Regions from separate parts of the Mus musculus genome. Here all the other regions are linked to region 2. The links are chromatin contacts, called in public ChIA-PET and promoter capture Hi-C maps. All regions are on one chromosome and are shown on one strand. The core of a region is the stretch at or near the end of the contact, and the rest is flanking DNA. Distances in the headings are between cores, read along the strand shown. Region 1 holds the start of Mea1 (male enhanced antigen 1). Region 2 holds the start of Taf8 (TATA-box binding protein associated factor 8). Region 3 holds the start of Bicral (BRD4 interacting chromatin remodeling complex associated protein like). Region 4 holds the start of Cul9 (cullin 9).

The links. Promoter capture Hi-C pulls out the DNA fragments that hold promoters and counts their contacts. ChIA-PET counts read pairs in DNA pulled down with a chosen protein or histone mark.
Region 1: a contact with region 2 is called in a promoter capture Hi-C map of pre-B cells. The contact joins the promoter of Mea1 here to the promoter of Taf8 in region 2. A contact is called at or near these places in 5 of 39 promoter capture datasets (the C10 cell line, cranial neural crest, liver and 1 more), 1 of 115 datasets of contacts at active chromatin or transcription factors (regulatory T cell precursor) and 1 of 9 other capture datasets (adipose tissue).
Region 3: a promoter capture Hi-C map of hematopoietic stem and progenitor cells shows a contact between it and region 2. The contact joins the promoter of Bicral here to the promoter of Taf8 in region 2. A contact is called at or near these places in 7 of 39 promoter capture datasets (the 3T3-L1 cell line, cranial neural crest, embryonic stem cells and 4 more) and 1 of 115 datasets of contacts at active chromatin or transcription factors (astrocytes).
Region 4: an RNA polymerase II ChIA-PET map of memory CD8 T cells shows a contact between it and region 2, with 5 read pairs. The contact joins the promoter of Cul9 here to the promoter of Taf8 in region 2. A contact is called at or near these places in 2 of 39 promoter capture datasets (liver and maxillary cranial neural crest) and 2 of 115 datasets of contacts at active chromatin or transcription factors (memory CD8 T cells and pancreatic cancer cells).

The regions. Positions count from the first base shown.
Region 1 is chr17:46,679,822-46,682,614 of GRCm38.p6, forward strand. Mea1 (male enhanced antigen 1) reads left to right here and starts at 1,300. Exons shown (of 4, transcript NM_010787.2): 1 at 1,300-1,384; 2 at 1,796-2,076; 3 at 2,188-2,290. The coding sequence starts at 1,807. Klhdc3 (kelch domain containing 3) reads right to left here and starts at 1,109. Exons shown (of 12, transcript NM_027910.3): 1 at 881-1,109.
Region 2 is chr17:47,500,712-47,503,644 of GRCm38.p6, forward strand. Taf8 (TATA-box binding protein associated factor 8) reads right to left here and starts at 1,580. Exons shown (of 9, transcript NM_022015.4): 1 at 1,520-1,580; 2 at 573-729. The coding sequence starts at 1,558.
Region 3 is chr17:46,830,107-46,833,018 of GRCm38.p6, forward strand. It overlaps Bicral (BRD4 interacting chromatin remodeling complex associated protein like), which reads right to left and starts at 1,307. Exons shown (of 11, transcript NM_001100452.1): 1 at 845-1,307; 2 at 1-7. The coding sequence starts at 885.
Region 4 is chr17:46,544,956-46,547,687 of GRCm38.p6, forward strand. It overlaps Cul9 (cullin 9), which reads right to left and starts at 1,433. Exons shown (of 41, transcript NM_001081335.2): 1 at 1,291-1,433. Srf (serum response factor) reads right to left here. Exons shown (of 7, transcript NM_020493.2): 7 at 1,884-2,732.

The sequences.
Region 1 (2,793 bases), core at 50-2,549, 820 kb before region 2:
TGGGGCATGGAGGCAGGGGGATGTCTGTGTAATTAAGGTCAGCCACCTGGGTCTACACAGTAAGTCCCAAATTAGCCAGAGCTACAAGAACCTGTCTCAAAAAAAAAAAACAAACAAAAAATAGAGAAAGAAAGGAAAGAACGTGGTGGTGGAGAGCCTATCAACCTCCTTCATATCTTTTACTCTCCTTTGAAAGTAAGTCCAGATAAAACGAAAATGCACAAAGATAAGACTACAATCCCAGTGGCAGACGGAGGAAGACTCCATCTTCCTAAGGAGAACTCGGAGGCAGGAGGTTATACGTTATCTCTGGGTCTCCAGCATTTCCCACCAATAGGCCATTTTCAACATCCCAGCCCCTGAGGTCGGCTTCCCCTCCCTGCTCGCGCCCCTTCCCTTCTTAATTTCCCGAGAGCCTTGCAGTTCCTCCTCCCACCACTTCAAGGTCCACACCAGAGCCCTCTAACTCGTCTAAGTTCACGAAGGGAAGCAAGCCATTCTTATCCCCTGCCAACCATACCGCTCTGTGAATGAGACTGGTCTCCGGTTGTAGTCCACCTTTCTCAGCCGCCCCTCCCCCACGACGCCACACTGCCCCCTCCCCCTGCCATTATGCTCAGCTTCCTGATTCTCTTCGGAACCCACTCGTCCACTTCTCTCAGCGCTTCCTCCAGCCACCAGGTCTCTCCCACCCGTCTCCAGGCCATTTTCCCCTAACCCTTTCGCGGACCATTAACACTCCTCTTTCCCAGCATCCCCCTAGCTCCCTCCCCACCCCCAGCTCAGCCTTCTCAGCCCCTCCCGCGCGGCCCCAGCCGTAGGCAATGGGCGTCGCCTGTCCCTTCAATTTTCCTCATCCCCCCAACCCATCCCAGGCTACCTGCCAGGCCGGGCCGGGGTGGGGCCGCGGGTCCTCGCGCTGCCAGCAGCCTAGAACCCGTTGCCCGCCAACCGATTCCTCGGTCCCCAACGAGATAAACACTGCCAGACTTCGTCCTTCCGGCGGGCAGCGGGACGCGCACGTGCAGTGAGAATTGCCGGCCCGACAGCTTCAGGGACTTGTAGTCCACGAATTACCCCAGGGCCGAAAGATGGGGAGCGGGTGGGCGGGGCCGGTTTGTGCGCATGCGCAGAACACCAGTTCACGTCGCACGCCTGAGGGTCACTGGGTAATGTAGTTCTTTGTGGTCCGGGCAGGGGATGGCGGAGGCGGGGCAAGAGGCGGACTTGTCCTCGCTTGCGTCAGTCTCGGGCACGGGGCGGGGCTGGAGGACTAAGAGCCCCAGCATGTCCTGCCCCGCCGGAAGTGAAGGTGCGGGTCCGGCTGTGGGCTCTGAGAGGGTGAGGCGCGAGGAAATACCAACGCCGAGAATCAGTGGGGCGGGTAGGGGACTCTGTAGCTGGGGCCATTGAAGGGGAGACCCTGGGCCTGAAGGGGTTTTTGCCAGGCGGTACTACACTCCCCCGGAATAGAGGGAATGAGGGGCGGGGACGCGCTATGGTGGGTAGCCTGGCGACCAGCAGTTACCTCCAGAGGAGGGGCGTGGTGAGAGGGGCGAGGTTCTGGGAAGAGGCTTTTAGGAAGAGGTGAAACCCTCCGGTGGTCGGTTCATTTAGGAATCGGGCGAGTTAAAGACGTGTGTGCTCCAGCTCAATATGAGAACCCAAACTTGAGACAGGGAGGCAGGAGAGACGGGAGGAAGATGCAAGTTCCATGCGAGAGGGAAGTGGGTGGCTGAACGTGAAAGGAGACCTGGTTTCATCCCATCCCTATCCCGCCTTTCTGTCCCTGCAGCCCCTGCCCGGATGGCAGCAGTAGTTCTAGGGGGAGACACCATGGGCCCTGAGCGTATCTTCCCCAATCAGACTGAGGACTTAGGGCCACATCAGGGTCCTACAGAAGGAACTGGGGATTGGAGCAGTGAAGAACCCGAGGAAGAGCAGGAGGAAACAGGAGCAGGCCCAGCAGGCTACTCGTACCAGCCCCTCAATCAAGACCCTGAACAAGAAGAGGTGGAATTGGCACCAGTGGGTGAAGGAGAAGATGGAGCTGCTGACATCCAAGATCGGATCCAGGTATGGTGGAGGATGCTGTTACTAAGCAGATGAGATGGAATGTACCAACAGCTGTTTATCATAATGGCAGGGGGAGGGGCGCCTAACAAATTATCTTCTCTGGTTCTGCAGGCCCTGGGGCTTCATCTGCCAGACCCTCCATTGGAGAGTGAGGATGAAGATGAGGAGGGAGCCGCCGCATTGAGCAGCCACAGCTCTATCCCCATGGACCCAGGTACAAAAACAACCAAAGCTCATTCCTTCATTTAGAAATAATTACCAAAAACTAGTAAGAACTGGGCATGGTGGTGCACACCTTTAATCCCAGCGCTCATGAGGCAGAGGCAGGCTGGTGGTCTCCTGGTCTACAGAGCAAATTCCAGGAGAGTCAGGGCTGCACAGAGAAAAACCGAATACAATGCCCCCCATTCTCCCCCTCACCCCCAAACAAGATCACTTTATTCCTAAAAATTTCGTTACCTGAGATTTTGTGGACTTCAGAATCTAAGTGAAATGCTGTCTCACTAGACTTGGGAATGGGCAGACCTGGCAATAATGAGGGCGTGATGATGTGTTGGGGGTCTTGGGCTGACTGAGGCACTAGGGAGAGAGGAGCTGGTCCCGTTCTTTTTTTTTTTTTTTTTTTTTTTTTTGGGTTTTCGAGACAGGGTTTCTCTGTATAGCCCTGGCTGTCCTGGAGCTCACTTTGTAGACCAGGCTGGCCTCGAACTCAGAAAT
Region 2 (2,933 bases), core at 330-2,829:
AGTAAATTGAGAGAGAGAGATTGATTGATTGATTGATTGATTAGGCTGGGTGGTGGTGGCACGTGCCTTTGATCCCAGCACTCAGGAGGCAGAGGCAGATGGATCTATGAGTTCAAAGCCAGCCTGATCTACAGAGTGAGTTCCAGGAGAGCCAGGGGTACACAGAGAAACCCTGTCTTGAAAAACCAAAGCGGGGAAGGGTTATATTAAAAAACAAAAACAAATTCAAAGACAGAAAGGAGACGTTCTTGGGGCTGTGGAGAAGACCGAATCCAGTGTTGTTCAGGGATACAGGGCTTTGGACATGGATAACGCTGAGAGTTGTGTAACACTTAATGCCACTTAATGCCGCTGCAGACGACTGAAATGACAAGGTTGCTATTTGTGTCTCTCCCACATGTATAAGCATCGAAACAGTCTCATTCTACAATGGACATGTGTGTTTCTTCTGCCTGAAGCTGAGTCTCTAACAGTCTTCCAAGAGAAGGGGAGAGAGAATCTGGGATGGAGTTCACGGAGCTGGGGGGGGGTCTGTAAAGGAAACAGCGGGCCTAGTGTTTCTTGGTACTCACAGCTCTGCAGCATCTCTGTCAGTGTCTCCACAGACGCTTTCTCGGCACTCTCAAATCCCGCCTCTGTCAGCAAGGAGCTCACAACCACTTGCAGGGTCCTCCTCCGGGCCAGATGGTAGTTATCAGCAGGGTTAGTGGATTGCTTACTTCCCGGTCTCTGGAAATCAGAAGCCCAGAGTGAGACTTTGAACCACTAGATGTGTGTGTTTTGCGCGCGTGTGTGTGTTCCTGCGAGTGCAGGTGCCGCGCTGGCCCGGATTCCGTGAAGCAGGAGTTACAGGTGATTGTGAGCCACTCCACCAAACTCAGGTCCTCTGAAAGACCAGCAAGTCCGTCTTAACCACTAAACCATCTCTCCAGCCCCATTCACTTCTTTCTGGAGCAAAGTTACAGGAGCGGGTCTGTGGTGGGCACGCCTTTATTCCCAGCACCCGGGAGGCAGAGGCAGGCGCGAGAGGAGGCAGGAAGAGAGAGGGAAAAGCAAAGGAAGAATATATACACGAATGATGGTACTGAGCGAATAAATCTACTATCTTCTTGTCCCATCACACCATTTCAGTAACCAGGAAAATTAAACCAGCTACCACCACAGGATGCAGAGGAGAGCTAGGCATCACCGCAGAGAAAGGCAGAGCAAGTAAATATTTTACGAAGTTCCAACTTCGGCCGGCCAGTAAGAGGATAAAAACAGCCTCTTCAGACCAATCAGAAGGAGTTCCGGGTTCCCACCTCAACAAGGAACAAGCCAATCAAGTCTCAGATGCAGCAATTCAGGAGGCCGCTGCCAAAAGCCAAGCAGCGGGGACCGCCTACGGCCAGAGATACTCTCCAGCCCCGGGTCTCAGAGCGGGCCTGGGCTTCTCGGTTCGAGACCGTGGCCCAAACCGTGGGAGAGATCCAGAAGACCCAAACTCTTTCGGCTTCACGCCGCGCCTCTCCACCCTTACCGTTCCGGAGCCACCAGGCCCGGCCGCCGTGTCAGCCATCTTGCTCTTGCGTAGTGTGCGTGAGCGCGGGGCACGATGGGACTTGTAGTTGCGGGGTGGGAGGTGGAGAAGGGCGGGGCCGCGGGTGCCCCGCCTTATAGAAAAGCTCTACGAACACGTGTGAGTCTGGGGTGGGGGTGGAGGGAGCTCGGGATAGCCCAAGCTCACGTGGCGTTGTGTGACCCAAGCTTTCTTGGACACTTAAGTCAGTAGCTGTAGCAATTGATCTGGAAGACGCACTGTGAGATGCACTGAGTTAAAAGAAACATATTTTGTCCAGGAGCCTGCCGTCTGTAATCCTAGCACTTTGGAGCTGAGACCAGAGGATCTAGAGTTCCAGGCTAGCGTGGGCTATGCAATGAATTAAAGGCCAGTTTAGGACTACATAAGGAGACCCTTTCCCTGAAAAGAAAAGAATAAAAATAAAAACAAAAACAAAGCCATTTGTATGAAGTAAGTTCTCAGAAATACACTAAGAATACAATTTGGGTCTGGAGAGATGGCTCAGCGGTTAAGAGCACTGATTGCTCTTCCAGAGGTCTTTAGTTCAATTCCCAGCAACCACGTGATGGCTCACAACCATCTACAATGAGAACTGGCGCCTTCGCAGGGCCTTGGTGGTGCACGACTTTAATCCCAGCACTTGGGAGGCAGAGGCAGGTGGAGTTCTGAGTTCGAGGCCAGCCTGGTCTACAGAGTGAGTTCCAGGACAGCCAGGGCTACAAAGAGAAAACCCTGTAAAAAAAAAAAAAAAGAAAAAGAAAAAGAAAAAGAAAAAGAGGGGCTGGTGAGATGGCTCAGCGGTTAGGAGCGCCGACTGCTCTTCCAAAGGTCCTGAGTTCAAATCCCAGCAACCACATGGTGGCTCACAACCATCCGTAATGAGATCTGATGCCCTCTTCTGGTGTGTCTGAAGACAGCTACAGTGTATATAATAAATAAATAAATATTTTAAAAAAAGAAAAAGAAATCTGGCGCCCTCTTCTGGTGTGTCTGAAGACAAGACCAATATACCCACATGTATGCAATAAATAAATATTTAAAAACAAAAAAACACTTTGGTTCTGCTTGCTCTTCCAGAGGTTCTGAGTTCTATTCCCAGCAGCCACATGGTGGCTTACAATTATCGGTAATGGGATCCAATGCCCTCTTCTGGTGTGTCTAAAGACAGCTACAGTGTGTGTATTCATATAATTGAAACAAATAAATCTCTTTTAAAAATACACTTTGGGGCAGAGAGGTGGCTCAGTAGTTAAGAACACATACTGGGCTGGAGAGATGGCTCAGTGGTCAATCAGAGCACTGACTCTTCTTCCTGGGGTCCTGAGGTCCTGAGTTCAATTCCCAGCAACCACATGGTGGCTCACAACCATCT
Region 3 (2,912 bases), core at 57-2,556, 670 kb before region 2:
TGGGTCTCTAGAAAAGAAGGAAGTGAGAGAGTGAAACAAGTAAGTACTGCTACTTCTACGTAAATAGCTGCTGATAGTTATATAAGGCAAAAAGAAACGAAACACTAGCTCCAGTGAAATCTCTCCATTTTAAACCATTTTCTACACTTCTGTCTCTGGGAAGCGCCTACTGCTTCAGTCCTGGGGGGTGAACTTGGACCTTGCCCTTGCTTGGTGAGCTAAAAATAAAACTAAGCAACACCCTGGCCTGCCATCCCCAGACTTACTAAAAAAAATAACAAGTAAAACCAAAAGGAATGGGTTGCTGAGTTATGACCTGTGTGTAAAACTACCTTTCTGTGGCAGTTAAGAGCACTGACTGCTCTTCCTGATGTCCTGAGTTCAAATCCCAGCAACCACATGGTGGCTCACAACCATCTGTATGTGATCTGATGCCCTCTTCTGAAGACAATGACAGTGTACTTTATACATAAAATAAATAAAATCTTATTTATTTGTTTATTTATTTATTTTTGTTTTCTGAGACAGGGTTTCTCTGTGTAGCCCTGGCTGTCCTGGAACTCACTCTGTAGACCAGGCTGGCCTCAAACTCAGAAATCTGCCTGCCTCTGCCTCTGCCTCCCAAGTGCTGGGATTAAAGGTGTGTGCCACCACTGCCTGGTATAACAAAATCTTAGTACAAACAAACAAACACACAAACTCTCTGTGCTAGTTATTGCTGTAACCATGGTAAAGTATTATTTTTTATTTTAAAAGGCCAGGAGCTTAAGATAGCTACAGAGCTCTTTCTACTCCTCACACCTCACACGAGCGGTCCACCCTGGGCCCCACAGGAGCATCTTACCCAATAAGATCGAGGAGACAGGAGTCATCGTCATCATCCATGACAACTGCAAGGAGAGAGGGAGGGAGGCAGTGAGTCGGAGCAGGGCGGCCAGCAATATGGATGCAGTGGAGCACGCTGAGCCTCCACACAACTGTCAGCACGGGAGCTTTCCCTAGTCACCTATCAAGCCTACCATGGGAAAAATGTTGTGGCTGGTGGGCACAGTGTCATTTGCCAGTAGTCCTGGCCACTCAGGTAGGACTCAGTAAGGAAGGGAACTTGAGTCCAAGAGTTCAAGGTCAGCCTGGACAATAGCAAGACCGCAGCTCATAAGTAAATAAACAAATAGCCAAGCAAGCCAGACACACTGGCAAACACCTTGATCCCAGGAGTTGGAAGGCAGAGACAGGAGGATCAGGAGGTGAAGGCTACCCTTGCCTACATGACAAGGTTGAGGCCAGCCTGGGCTACATGAGACCCCATGTCAAAAACAAAAAACAAAAACAAAAACAAAAACAAAAACAAAAGGTGCCAGGCGTAGTGGCGCACGCCTTTAATCCCAGCACTCGGGAGGCAGAGGCAGAGGCAGGCGGATTTCTGAGTTTGAGGCCAGCCTGGTCTACAAAGTGAGTTCCAGGACAGCCAGGGCTACACAGAGAAACCCTGTCTCGAAAAACAACAACAACAACAAAAAGGTAGAAATATGTGAAATTAACAGTTACTTGAATACATTTTTGACTTAAATTGTTTCTCCTATAAATCAGTTTCAACATAGAGGTCCAAAGAGTTTAGACACATCTAAGATAGCTGCAGCCACCGGCCACATGCAGATTCCCGAGAGAGACCATGAAGGAGGACTTATGCCATCAAACGTAGAATGAGTAAGGGCAGAGACAAAATTTTGCTTTAGGAAAGCTCTCAGATTCTGAAGTCCTTCAGGGTTGTGACCGGATGCGTCTAAACACTGAGAGCAACTCCGACTTCTCAACGTATTTTGGTGATCTTTGGGAAGGCAGAATGCGGGTTCTCCCCACATTTGGAGACAGACCAGGAGGCCCTGTGGTGCAAGCCATACAGGCTCTGGTCGTGGGCCTTGGGTGCTTCCCAGTGCAGAAATACTGTCCAAGTTCAATGCCGAATAGTCCATAGCTGGACCAGGAATGTTTAAAGTAGAAACTGCAGCCCAAGTTCTCCCCACTGCAGCTCGGAGCTCCCTCTCTCTGCCTGCAGCAGCCACAAGCATGGCCAGCACAGCTCTGGCCCAGACTGTAACAACTGAACAAATTCCAGCCGTGGTTCTCCCCCGAGAGCCAGTCAACTTACACTAGTGACCCGACACCTGGCAACCCTGCTTCTCACCCATTTCAAGCCATGCGTGGAATAATTTACATCACAGAACACCAGGGCCAAGAGTTCTGGAGCAGTTGGAAAGGGCAGTTGTGAACGGCAGTTGGACGCAGGAATGAAATCCTGAAGAGATGCCCAGAGGAGGGGCATACCCAGAAAAGGCAGAGGGAAGGGTGAGTCTTAAGGAGAGATTTTTCTCTGTTCAAACTTCCTTCTCCCATTAGTTCCTCCAAACCAATCATAAGGCCTAACAGCTGTGGTATTCCCTCCTGCCACGGGGAAGGACACTTTCTCTACTCTAGAAGAATGTGGAAGGGTAAGTTTCCTGATGTGGGACCCTCCTGTAGGTGGCTGGATTCGAAGGGTTGCGGAGTGACTGGGCTGATTATAATCCACTGAGCAGAGTGCAGGGTGGGGAGAGAGGATGGGTGAGGGAGAAGGAAGGAGAGTGGGATACATGAAGCAGAAGCTGTTGGCTACTGAAGCTAAGAGCAGCCAGCCATGAGAAATGGGCTCTTTAGGACCCAGGCAGGAGTCATTTGAGGTCACATTGGCACCAATGTTCCTGCACACATGACTTTTGAAAACAAGACTGGGAAGGAAACAGGAAAACTATCATCAACTGGGTATGCTGGATTTGTTACACAAGCCAGGCATGGTGACGAGGTGACATCTGTATTTTCAGCCCTTGGGAGGCAGAGGCAGAAGGCCTGATGCAAGTTTAAGGACAGCCTGGTCT
Region 4 (2,732 bases), core at 183-2,682, 960 kb before region 2:
AATAAAATAAATAAATCTGTGTGTATGAATTTTGTTTGTGTATTTGTCTGTGCAGCACTTGCCTGGTGCCCTTGGAGGCCAGGGAAGGCATCAGATCCCCTGGAAGTCGAGTTAGACATGGTTTTCAGCATTATATGGGTGCTGGGGATTGAACCCAGGGCTTCCTGGGTGCTAGGCAAACACTCCACCAACTGAGCTACATCCCCAGGTCCATAAATCTCCTTTCTAAAAGGCTATGAATTTAAGCCTGGTGTGCCTATAATCTTGATATTCAGGAGACTGAGGCAAAAGAATCACAAATTCCGAGGTTAGGCTTGGCTACACACAGAAAGTTCCTGGCTAAGCCCAAACTACACAGTAAGATTGTCTTTAAGGGCTGGAGAGATGGTTCAGTGGTTAAGAGCACTGTCTGCTCTTCCAGAGGTCCTGAGTTCAATTGCCAACAACCACATGGCGGCTCACAACCATCTGTAATGGGATCCGATGCCTTCTTCTGGTGTGTCTTAAGACAGTTACTCATATAAATAAAATAAATGAATCTTTAAAACAGAAACCAAACTGAACATTCGTTAGCACAGAACTGCTCAGTAAAAAAAATGTATTACAGCATAATCTATTCTTAGATGGGGACAGTAGGTTGCAGGCATCAGATAAGAAAGGTTGTTAAAGCAGAATATTAATGAAAATAAAACGACTAGGGAAAGGTATGTGTGATTTGAAACAGTGCAATGGAGAGAGTAAAATAGAAGGTGTACCTGGATAAAAGAACCAGTTATCCAGGCAGGAGTCATGTCAGGGTGCACGGACAGGAGGCAAGCAGAAGAAAGGAGGAGTCATATAAGATGTGAACTTCTGTGTGGATGGGATTCACTTAGCATGGAAGGAAGGCTAGGCGATAACCATTGATGCTCTTATAGCTGTTGACAAACATGGGGCCAAGCCAAACCATCTTCTAGGCCTGGGGGGCGGGGATGGCATAGGGAGGGCCTAAACCAGAAGCTCTAAATAGGGGTGTGAAGGTGACGCCTGACTGCCGGGACTGAGAACAGAAAGCAGCACGATCGCGTCCAAGCTAGACTCCAGAGAGGTGGCGGAGGAGCCCGCTCAACACCAAGCGGGGAATAATGGCCTGGGGGAGCGGGGCGGCGCGGGGTGAGCATGGCGGGGCGCGGTCGCGAGCTGACAGGACCTGCTTCCCCGACTTCTCCCTCTAGTCCGGGAGGAAGGGATGAGGGACTTGGAGGGGGTTGGGAAAAGAAGGGATGGCTCGGTGCAGAGCTTTCTTCTCACCTCTCACCGCCCTCCCGGCTGGACCCTCGCTGTCACCCAGCAGCGGGTCCCGCAACTGGGCCCGCCTCCTCCACAGCTCTTTTCCGGGTCACACGCCGGGCGCACGCACGACCCGGGCGACTACGGGTCCTACGGTGGCCCACTGCGAGCGTGGCAAAGCGGCGCGTGAGTGGAGCATGCGTATTAGCCGAGGGAGTCAGCAACCAGTGTCCTTCCCAGGTAGTCCGGTGTGAAGCATCCTGCGCTCCACCGGGTCCATCTTCCTCTCCCACCCACCACAGCAATCATCTCCGCATTAGTTAACCCATACTCCCATCACCGGACTTGTGTGTGTGTGTTGTTGTTGTTTCCCAGCGCTGCCCAAACCCTGCGGTATTTTAGATCATTGGGTCACTTTGACTTTTAAGTAAAACCCCTGACCTTCCCTGAGCTGCTGGCAAAACCATGCATTAAGTCCTCGCCCAGATCTCTTCAATCATGTAGGATTGAACAGTCCAAAGCACACCGCAGCTTGGGACAGACTTTAAGGGATTGTGCTCCCTCCTCCCTCCCGATGCTAAAAAGATCCCAAAGACACAGCCAAAGACCCCAGTCTGTGCACAAAAATGATACATTTATTGAAAGAGTATTTTTTTAATACAAAAGAAAGCTCTGTACAGAAGATGTGACCATGTCCACTATTCCTGGGTCAACATCCCAGGAGAAGTAGAAACCACGGATATACCACACGCACTCCACATTCACACACGTATTCACTCGGACACAGGCGCGCGCACACACCCCTAGAGCCACTTAATTAGGGATACACCAAGGGTTGCTGCACATAGAAATGCCACCTCAGTCCTGCCTGACAAACAGGTTCTCCCAAGGCCACAATCACACAGCACACGTTGGTAAGCACTTGGCCTGAATCACTTGCCCAGGCTCTATCTTTTGTGAGGAGGAATCAACACCTCCGGTGTTGGGGGAGGGGCCATGAGTGGGCGGCAGAGGAGTGAAACAGGAGCAGAGAAGGGGGCTGGGCAGTTACAGACCTGAGTCCCAAGCTCCCCAACTCTGACCCCTGGTTTACCATGCCCCAGTCTTGAAAGCCACCCAAACGCCCCAGCTATTTCCAGGAGAAAGGCCAGAAAGGTGGCATCCCAGCTGGGGAAGACAGTAATGGGGATTAGAGGTTCAGGGGGCTCTTAAACGTCAGCAGATCATCCCCATGAAACGTAGGCTGTGCATAAAACCTTCCCAACCCCTCCACCTAACCGCAGAAGTAGGCTTGTTCCTACTGAAGGCAGCAACAAGGGTTTAGTGACACCCTACCCCAACTGCCCTCCCGGAAAAAGCTCCTTTAATGGATACAGGTGGTTTAGGCTGGCTCTGACACAGGGTAAAACACCCTCCCCTATGCTAGCCCACCCTCAAGGTCCCCAAAGGGATTTTAAGGGATG